2 separate regions of the Pan troglodytes genome follow, and region 1 is linked to region 2. The links are chromatin contacts, called in public Hi-C maps. All regions are on one chromosome and are shown on one strand. Each heading gives the region's core, a stretch centred on a gene start, on an enhancer-like site or on the middle of the called end of the contact. The rest is flanking DNA. Distances are from core to core; before and after follow the strand shown. Region 1 holds the start of MAF (MAF bZIP transcription factor). Region 2 has its middle 160 kb from the start of MAF.

The links. A called contact is a pair of places that touch in the nucleus more often than the background predicts.
Region 1: a Hi-C map of stem cell-derived neural progenitor cells shows a contact between it and region 2, with 5 times the contacts expected there. The contact joins the promoter of MAF here to the enhancer-like site in region 2. A contact is called at or near these places in 1 of 7 Hi-C or Micro-C datasets (stem cell-derived neural progenitor cells) and 1 of 1 datasets of contacts at active chromatin or transcription factors (stem cell-derived excitatory neurons).

What each region holds. Positions count from the first base shown.
Region 1 is chr18:77,743,862-77,748,724 of NHGRI_mPanTro3-v2.0_pri, reverse strand. It overlaps MAF (MAF bZIP transcription factor), which reads left to right and starts at 3,035. Exons shown (of 2, transcript XM_511123.7): 1 at 3,035-4,597. The coding sequence starts at 3,480. It overlaps LOC104002681 (a long non-coding RNA gene), which reads right to left and starts at 2,547. Exons shown (of 2, transcript XR_008540073.1): 1 at 1,044-2,547.
Region 2 is chr18:77,579,384-77,584,167 of NHGRI_mPanTro3-v2.0_pri, reverse strand. No RefSeq gene overlaps it. Among named protein-coding and RNA genes, the nearest start is that of MAF, 160 kb to the left of the region's middle. Within about 2 kb of position 1,512, at least 10 of the 24 cell types and tissues checked have an H3K27ac peak or open chromatin away from gene starts, as enhancers often do. A contact at or near this core is called in stem cell-derived neural progenitor cells, where this site is marked.

The DNA.
Region 1 (4,863 bases), core at 1,786-4,285, 160 kb before region 2:
TTCCTACATTTGTGACTACTGACTTTTAAAAAGACCTAGAAAACTATTGTTACGGGCAATGTTAAATGACATAATGCTTATGTAATGGAAAGTGTGGATTTTCCTCTAAATAAACTATAATCCCTTAACTTCATTACTAGGGAAAATATTGTTAAAGAGAAGGAAAGCAAGGGAATTCTGCTAGGTTGCATAAATATTGACATAATCTTCACTCTTTCTTCCCCAAACTGGTAATAGACATAGTTTATTCCACCCAACAAAATGCTCTTATAAGACCAAAACTACCCTTATAAACAACTTCTCTGCAGTCACGATGAAAAGAAACACTACTTGTCTGAAAAATACCGACAGCGCTGCCCTTTTCAGATTAGGCTGTGCCTATAAATCTTTTGGGAAGTCTTCCATTAAGGATTCCTGCGTTTGCTGAAACTGAAGTCTACTAGGATCAGAGAAATTAACACAGGTCTAATATGGTGCGAGGAACGAGTGAGAGACACCTGAGGTTATAAATAGCAAAGCATGCTGCGGGGTGGGGAAGACCATTCTGAAGTGCAATGTTCAAGACGCTGGCTTAATATATGACTAAGTGTCAGAAGTCAAGTTTTCTGAGAATTACTTTTCAGATAAACAACTTTATAGCACTGCACTTAATCTTACTTACTAGAGACATCTCATTTATGACTGAATTACAAGTAACTTTAATTCTCTTGATATTGCCATAAAGCCCGTTGAAAATCCATCCTGGCACTTTTAAAGGGTTTGGGGCCCTGTTACATGGGGATCCGCTTGCAAAGGTCTCAGCCAGAAATTACACCCCGAGGGTGTCTGTATCCCCTGGCCTCTTTGTCAACAATCAAGGAGAAGAGGAGGGGCAAAAATGATCTCTGCATCTGCCAGCACTTTCTTCGGCCCCTTTCCTATAGGGTCGGGTTCTCCCACTTCAGTCAAACTAACTTTGTGTGTCTCTTTCCTCCTCCCACACTGGGTAACCAGCTGCTTTTCACTTCATCGACAAAACTGGACACGGATCAATTTCAACTGACCTTTGCCGAAAGGTGGCGCTGTTGAGGTAAAAACCAACTCGCTCCAACAATAGTTTCCACTCTTCGATCCTTTTGCAGGCTTTTCAGAATTTTTTTTTTTTTAATGCACCCTCCTAGCGTCTCCCCCTTCTCATAAAGTAAAATAAATACGATTAACAACACCAAATGCATTTCATTAATTGAAGGAATCAACAGTCCCAACTTCTAAGCAGACGGGCTGGTCTTCCAAAGGCTGGGTCGGTTTCAGGAGCTTTCTCTCCAAATAAATCTCTGCTTCTTCGACTTGCCTATCGCTTTAAAATCTTAGAAACAGAGTTAGTTGTTGGTTTCCTTCTTTTTTTCTTTTTCTTTTTTATTTCTTTTTTTGCATAAACTTTTAGAGAATCAATCTAGAAATTTAAACTACTTATTAGCATTTGCAACTGGGGGTAGGGGGAGCAGCCTCCCCCACCCCACCCCCCACTCTGCGTTTCCGGACTAGTTCCAGAAACCGCGGTTTAAAATTTAACCCTTCGAGGGTAGCTGGTGAGGGCTGGGGTATTGTTTTTCCCCCTTGCTCCCTGCCACGATCAAGTCCGAAATAATTAAAGGAAACGTAAAAGTGCAAAGGGCGCGCCTGACCCTGATAAACAGAGGTCAGATTTCGTAAGGGGATGGGTGAGTGTGAGTGTGTGTGTGTGTGTGTGTGAGAGAGAGAGAGAGAGCGAGCGCGCAATATGAGTCTCAAAGGCCAAACTGCGGCCAGTCAGGAGCCGGAAGGCTGAGCCCGGCTGACCTGACTTTGAGCTTCCCCGGAGTTATCTCGCATAGGCGCTCGCTCTGTCCAAGGGCACGCGACGCCAGCGGGCAGCCAGTCTCCGTGAAGAATGGCCTCTAAACAACTTATTTTACCTCCTTGTAAAGAGAGTGATAAAATGGGCTTTCCCTCTCCACGGATGCCCAGCCTTCTGGGCAGGCGCACGGCCGGGCGGCGCCCAGCCCGCAGTCCCGATCCGGACACCCCACTGCATCCCTCCCTTCCCGGTCCCTTCCCCGCACGGGCGCCCGAGAGACGGACAAAGAGTTGGGGCCAAGTTTGAGCGCCGGGCACGGCCAGGCTCAGGGAAGGAAGGTCCCCGGCAGACACCTGGGTACCAGAGTTGGTGCGAGGAGGAAAAGCTGGGAGGCGAATTCACAATCCTGGGGGTGGAGGGCAGGCAGGGGAGGGGAATCAGGCCAATCCCAGCCGAGTGAGCCCCCAGCGAGCTGGGGTTCCGGATGGGAGGCCTGTCTCGCGCTCCAAAGAAAAGCAAACCGTCCTCCTAGGTCCGCCCGGATTGCCGAAGCCCCTCTGGAAAAACTCCTTCCCCTCTTACACCAAACTTTGCGTCGGGCCTCGTTCCCTCCCGGGTAGGCAGCGGCGCAGGAAGGGTTAAGCCAGCCCGTCCCAGCTGACAGTCAGCTGATTGGGCCCTGATTGACAGCTCCGAAAAGTTTCCTTGTTTCTATACTATTATGCTAATCGCGGCCGCTCTCGCTGCCTCCCATTGGCCCGGAGTGCCAGTCAATTTCTCATTTGGACCTGACGTCACGAGTGCTATAAAACTCAGCAATTGCTTTAAACTCTTCTTGCTGGATCAGAGGCTTTAAAATCTTTTTTCATCTTCGAGCTGTAGCTCGGGCTGCTTGTCGGCTTGGCCTCCCCCTCCCCCCTTTGCTCTCTGCCTCGTCTTTCCCCAGGACTTCGCTATTTTGCTTTTTTAAAAAAAGGCAAGAAAGAACTAAACTCCCCCCTCCCTCTCCTCCAGTCGGGCTGCACCTCTGCCTTGCACTTTGCACAGAGGGAGAGAGCGCGCGAGGGAGAGAGAGGAAAGAAAAAAAATAATAAAGAGAGCCAAGCAGAAGAGGAGGCGAGAAGCATGAAGTGTTAACTCCCCCGTGCCAAGGCCCGCGCCGCCCGGACAGACGCCCGCCGCGCCTCCAGCCCCGAGCGGCCGCCGCGCGCGCCCTGCCTGCAGCCCGGGCCGGCGAGGCGAGCCCTTCCTTATGCAAAGCGCGCAGCGGAGCGGCGAGCGGGGGACGCCGCGCACCGGGCCGGGCTCCTCCAGCTTCGCCGCCGCAGCCACCACCGCCGCCACCGCAGCTCGCGGAGGATCTTCCCGAGCCTGAAGCCGCCGGCTCGGCGCGCAAGGAGGCGAGCGAGCAAGGAGGGGCCGGGGCGAGCGAGGGAGCACATTGGCGTGAGCAGGGGGGAGGGAGGGCGGGCGCGGGGGGCGCGGGCAGGGCGGGGGGGTGTGTGTGTGAGCGCGCTCGGAGGTTTCGGGCCAGCCACCGCCGCGCAAGCTAGAAGCGCCCCAGCCCGGCAAGCTGGCTCACCCGCTGGCCACCCAGCACAGCCCGCTGGCCCCTCTCCTGCAGCCCATCTGGCGGAGCGGCGGCGGCGGCGGCGGCAGGAGAATGGCATCAGAACTGGCAATGAGCAACTCCGACCTGCCCACCAGTCCCCTGGCCATGGAATATGTTAATGACTTCGATCTGATGAAGTTTGAAGTGAAAAAGGAACCGGTGGAGACCGACCGCATCATCAGCCAGTGCGGCCGTCTCATCGCCGGGGGCTCGCTGTCCTCCACCCCCATGAGCACGCCGTGCAGCTCGGTGCCCCCTTCCCCCAGCTTCTCGGCGCCCAGCCCGGGCTCGGGCAGCGAGCAGAAGGCGCACCTGGAAGACTACTACTGGATGACCGGCTACCCGCAGCAGCTGAACCCCGAGGCGCTGGGCTTCAGCCCTGAGGACGCGGTCGAGGCACTCATCAGCAACAGCCACCAGCTCCAGGGCGGCTTCGATGGCTACGCGCGCGGGGCGCAGCAGCTGGCCGCGGCGGCCGGGGCTGGTGCCGGCGCCTCCTTGGGCGGCAGCGGCGAGGAGATGGGCCCCGCCGCCGCCGTGGTGTCCGCCGTGATCGCCGCGGCCGCCGCGCAGAGCGGCGCGGGCCCGCACTACCACCACCACCACCACCACGCCGCCGGCCACCACCACCACCCGACGGCCGGCGCGCCCGGCGCCGCGGGCAGCGCGGCCGCCTCGGCCGGTGGCGCTGGGGGCGCGGGCGGCGGTGGCCCGGCCAGCGCTGGGGGCGGCGGCGGCGGCGGCGGCGGCGGAGGCGGCGGGGGCGCGGCGGGGGCGGGGGGCGCCCTGCACCCGCACCACGCCGCCGGCGGCCTGCACTTCGACGACCGCTTCTCCGACGAGCAGCTGGTGACCATGTCTGTGCGCGAGCTGAACCGGCAGCTGCGCGGGGTCAGCAAGGAGGAGGTGATCCGGCTGAAGCAGAAGAGGCGGACCCTGAAAAACCGCGGCTATGCCCAGTCCTGCCGCTTCAAGAGGGTGCAGCAGAGACACGTCCTGGAGTCGGAGAAGAACCAGCTGCTGCAGCAAGTCGACCACCTCAAGCAGGAGATCTCCAGGCTGGTGCGCGAGAGGGACGCGTACAAGGAGAAATACGAGAAGTTGGTGAGCAGCGGCTTCCGAGAAAACGGCTCGAGCAGCGACAACCCGTCCTCTCCCGAGTTTTTCATGTGAGTCTGACACGCGATTCCAGCTAGCCACCCTGATAAGTGCTCCGCGGGGGTCCGGCTCGGGTGTGGGCTTGCTAGTTCTAGAGCCACGCTCGCCACCACCTCACCACCCCCACCCCCACCGAGTTTGGCCCCCTTGGCCCCCTACACACACACAAACCCGCACGCACACACCACACACACACACACACACACACCCCACACCCTGCTCGAGTTTGTGGTGGTGGTGGCTGTTTTAAACTGGGGAGGGAATGGGTGTCTGGCTC
Region 2 (4,784 bases), core at 263-2,762:
TCTGTACTAAAAATACAAAAATTAGCCGGGCATGGTGACGGGCGCCTGTGGTCTCAGCTACTAGGGAGGCTGAGACAGGAGAACGGCATGAACCCGGGAGGCAGAGCTTGCAGTGAGCCAAGATTGAGCCACTGCACTCCAGCCTGGGTGGCAGAGCAAGACTCCGTCTCAACAAAAAAAAAAAAAAAAAAAAAGTAAGTACCTACCCCATAGGACGATAGGGATGGTGAAAGAGGTGGACTTGTGCAGGCACAGTGCAAAGAACTGCTTAATACACTCTTATTCCTGGTACGTAAATGAACGATGAATGAACGCAAGGCAGTGCTGCAAAGTGCAGTGCCCTAGATTAGGATGTGCAAAGCCCAGACTCAATCCCTGCCTCTGCCTCTTGGAGCTAGGGGACACGACAGTATCTTTAAGATAGAAGGGGCTTTGGAGGTGGACAGGCCTGAAGTCAAGCTTGATTATGGCTCTTTCGATGTAATTGTTAATCTTAGGATGTCTCAGTCTCTCACATGATGAGGACAATAATTAATTCTACCTACCTCCCTGGACGGTCCCAGGGATGAAAAGTGGTGTCTGTGAAGTGTGGCAGAGCACACACATGGAATACGTGCTTGAAAAATACCAGTTACTGTGATCATTATTGCTTTCCTTTTATTTCTTCCTAGCGCTTCTTTTCATTAGCATCTCAAAGCCTCTGGGACATGGGCAGGGATCATCCAGGGCTCAGGGAAGGACGGAGGACGTGCCAAGAGAAGGCAGCCTCTGCACGTCCTCGCTGGCTGTGCAGACTTAGAAAACTGATCCGCCCTCTCTGAGCTCCGCCCCCTTCCCTCCTCTGTGAAATGGAGGAAACAATCCTGTCCTCGAGGTTCCCGGGAAGATAAAGTGAGGAATGTCTGCAGGAGCCACTGACGCAAAATAAGTACCCAGCAAATGCCACTTCCCACTGCCCCGTTCCTTACATAATTCTCTGCAGCCTCCTCCAGGCTGTTATCTCCTTGGCAGTGAAGCCGGGCACTGTCTCTTACCCACATGCCCCAGTTAATATTTCAAACGTCCTGAGTTTCTAATTGTGGCGAAGCCCAAGAGCCACCTAATCCGCCCGTGTATTAACTGCTCTACCTCCAAACGGGTGCCTCTGGTCCCAGGGCTGACACTGCTGAGTTAATAATGACTCGATTCATTCCTCACGCCAAGTGCAGGAACCACATAATCTGTGGGGCAGAAATAACTCCTGTAATTGGAAATGCCTGAGGGAACCCCCCACAAAGGGCCTTGTAGCTTGGCATGTGGGAACCTCCTGCCCCCACTCTCTTTCCCCTGCCCCCCCAACGCCACGGGGCCTCTGCTGTTTTCTAAAGCCTGCTCAGACCTGGCGTCTCTAAGAGACAGGCTCTCCAAGGGATGGCATTCCAGCCCCAGAAATATGCTCAGTAGTAGCCCCGGCTTCCCGGTGCCCTGGGGCCGACTCCTGTCTCCACAAACAGGCCTCCTAGAAGCCCAGGCCAGCAGCCCCTGCAGAGGCGGAAACCTCCCGCCTGGCCTGTGTCCCACTCTAGGTGAAAGGGGAATGCGGCCCACGTCTCAGCATGTGGGAACCCCCTTCCCAGCCAAGGCAGAAGTTTCTATTGTGAGGGAGTGAAAAGGAAGTGCTAGGATTGAGCCTGCCCAATGCCAGCCTACGGTTTCTCTCAGTGAACTTAGTGAATGTCATGGCCGAGAAGCTCGTGCTCTGGAAGCTAGCAGAGAGTAATGCCAGGGTTTTCAGAGGCCAGTCCCCTCCACGGTGAAGCTGGGTGACCGGCATGAGCTCTCGGAGGTGTCCTTTCCTCAGCTGTAAAATGAGGGGGCACACAGGCCTCCTTGGGGGACTACATGGGTGGAATGTGCAGTGGCTGGCTCTGGGTACCTCCTCAACCACCTTTGTCTCCCTCACTGTAAAATGGGATGCAAAGTCCCATCAGCCCGACTTTAATGAAGTTGAGACATTCTTGAAGCATTTCAAGCAGGATGTGTGGCTATGTCCCACACCTGTACAATCTCAAACAGGCCACACAGTGGTTGTGCAGCCTGGGGTTCTCTTACACCTGTAATGTACGTCTTCATGTTCCCATTTTACACGGGGGATTATTTAATCTTGGATGACATGTAATTTGCAAGAAGGAGAGCTAGGATTGCAACACAAGCCAAGATGACAGCAAAGTGTCCATTTGGTTTCCTTACGGCATGCTCTCTTCCTTACTCCTGTCTGTAAAATATACAGAAATGCATACACACACACACACACACACACACACACACACACACACACACACACACACACAGCTTTCTCCCATTTTAGTCTTTAACACATGCCTTGAGAGTGGGCAGGGCAGATGCCGAGGTTATTAACAGTGTGGGGGATACATGACCATTTCATGCACGTTCAAACTATTTCTGAAAACAGCCCTGCTTGTGACTCTGAAGTGCGGGATTTCTGAACAAACAGTCAGATCTCTCACTTTCAAAGGAGTATCAGCCATTTAGAAAACAGGCACCTTGGGAGACTTTGCCCAAGACAGTCAAAAGCCTGCCTGCGCTAAGTGTTGCAGCGTCGAGCCTGTGTGTGCAGACTCTCCAGATGCTGGGTCCTGCATGGCATGGTGGAGTGCTGGAGATGCCAAGGTGGAGACCCAGCCCATGTTTCCAAGAGGGCATCAAGTCATCTTAGGGGAAGACGACCAGTGAAACCGACAAATATAAAGTGTGACATGTGGGAAGGGAAAGGTTAGCCCAAGGGTCTCCCTTTTAAATGTCTTTGCAACCAACAAGCTCTTTAGAAGTGAACTCAATTTGGTGAAACCCAGAAAAGTGAGTTACAGTCAAGTCTAGTGAACAAAATGATAAATAACCCTTTGGTGTAAAAATAAGCAGCAGTGAGAAGAAAGCAAGAGAAGCACTTTTCTTGTGTAATTGGCACCCCAGTTCCCAATGGGTCATCGGCAGTGTTATTTGAGAAGCGTTAACGTACATGTCTGATGCACAGTAGGTGTTTTGCAAATGTTGTTTAAAATGACCTATTTTAAAAATAAATTAATCTCAGCCAGATGCGGTGGCTCACACCTGTAATCCCAGCACTGGGAGGCTGAAGCGGGCAGATCACCTGAGGTCAGGAGTTCAAGACCAGTCTGGCCAACATGGCAAAACCTCATCCCTACTAAAAATACAAAACTTAGCTGGGTGTGGTGGTGAGCACCTGTAGTCCCAGCTAGTTGGAAGGTTGAGGCATGAGAATTGTTTGAACTTGGGAGGCAGAGGTTGCAGTGAGCCGAGATCATGCCACCGCACTCCAGCCTGGGTGACAGAGCTAGACTCTGTTTCAAATAAATAAATAATAAAAATAAATGAATCTCATTTCTCACAGACTTTGCTCTTTTTACAAATTAAGTCATAGGTTTTGCACATGACTGGGTGAAATTTTCTCCAACCGCATGCCTAAAATCACAGGGCTTTTGGTTTTGGCTTCCTGCACCCTTCTTGCTAATAAATTTTCCAAAGAGCAGGTCCCTTACCTGTGAATTGAAGGCCAAGCTTTCCTCACATGCTTTAGCAGACTCCTCTCTGAGTCCCTGGAGAAAAAGCCTTTGTTCAAGTTCAAGTTCATGCTTTTTAGCTACGAAGTATGGAATCTACATGGACAAATAACGAAGGATATGGTCAAGACAAATGCACGTCCCGGCTTGAACTGGGGGAGACTGGCTTGTAAAGCCATCAACTCCTGGTGTAGGGACTTGAAAGATGAATTTGGGGAGAACATAGAAATGCCCTGAGAAGTGGACTAAAACTGCCACTGGCCAGCTGTGTGACCCTGAGCAGACAGTTCCAGCTTCCTGAGCCTCAGTTTCCTCTTGGGAAATGCAGATGAAAACAATAGCATCTACCTCATGGCCTGGTTGTAAGGCATGAATGACTAGAATGTACATGAAGTCTTGGGACATAGTACAAGCTCAATGAATAGTAGCTTTAAAGAAGATTTCACTATTGACCGCATCTATTTGACCACAGAAGGTACCTGTTTTCCTAAATCTAGGGCTTTGGCCTTGAATTCTGGGAACATCAAGGCTTTCAATCCCTCATTGTAATTTACAGGAAGATTTCAAAGAAGAATCTGTGTATATATGTGCATATGGTATGTGCCAACACCTGGTTGTGAATATGTGTGTGTGTGTGTGTGTGTGTATACAATCGCAGGTGTGCTTGTATGTGTGTGTATGTATGTGTGTACACCTGTGCGTGTATATATGGACGTGTGTCCGTGCATAGGTGTAGGTATACTGCATATATGTGTAAGTGGAGCCCTCGCATGACAGACTTCTTAGAGCAAGTCATGCCAGTCTAGGACAAAACAGAGTCTTCGTTGATGGGATGTGTCAACTCACTTCGCTTCTCCACACTCTGCTGGGACCTAGAAGTGATCACTCCCATCAGATAAGCAGCCGGATCTGGGCCCAAGAGATCTCATCACCAGTCGCAGACCATTAACAAATCGTTGCCTCCCTGGAATCCATTCCATGGCTAATGAAGCATCCAGTACCTCGATATGGGTTTCTCCCTGGATTCTAATCCATGAAAGCTGAGCTCTGTGAACAGGACCAGAAAGGAACTAACCTTTGTGGATATTCTACTCTTTTCTTTATAATCTTTTAAAATGTAATATTTATATCATTTCTTATTCTATCATATAATCTTTAATAGGAAATAAAATATGTATGAATGATGATCTCTACTAAAACTATATA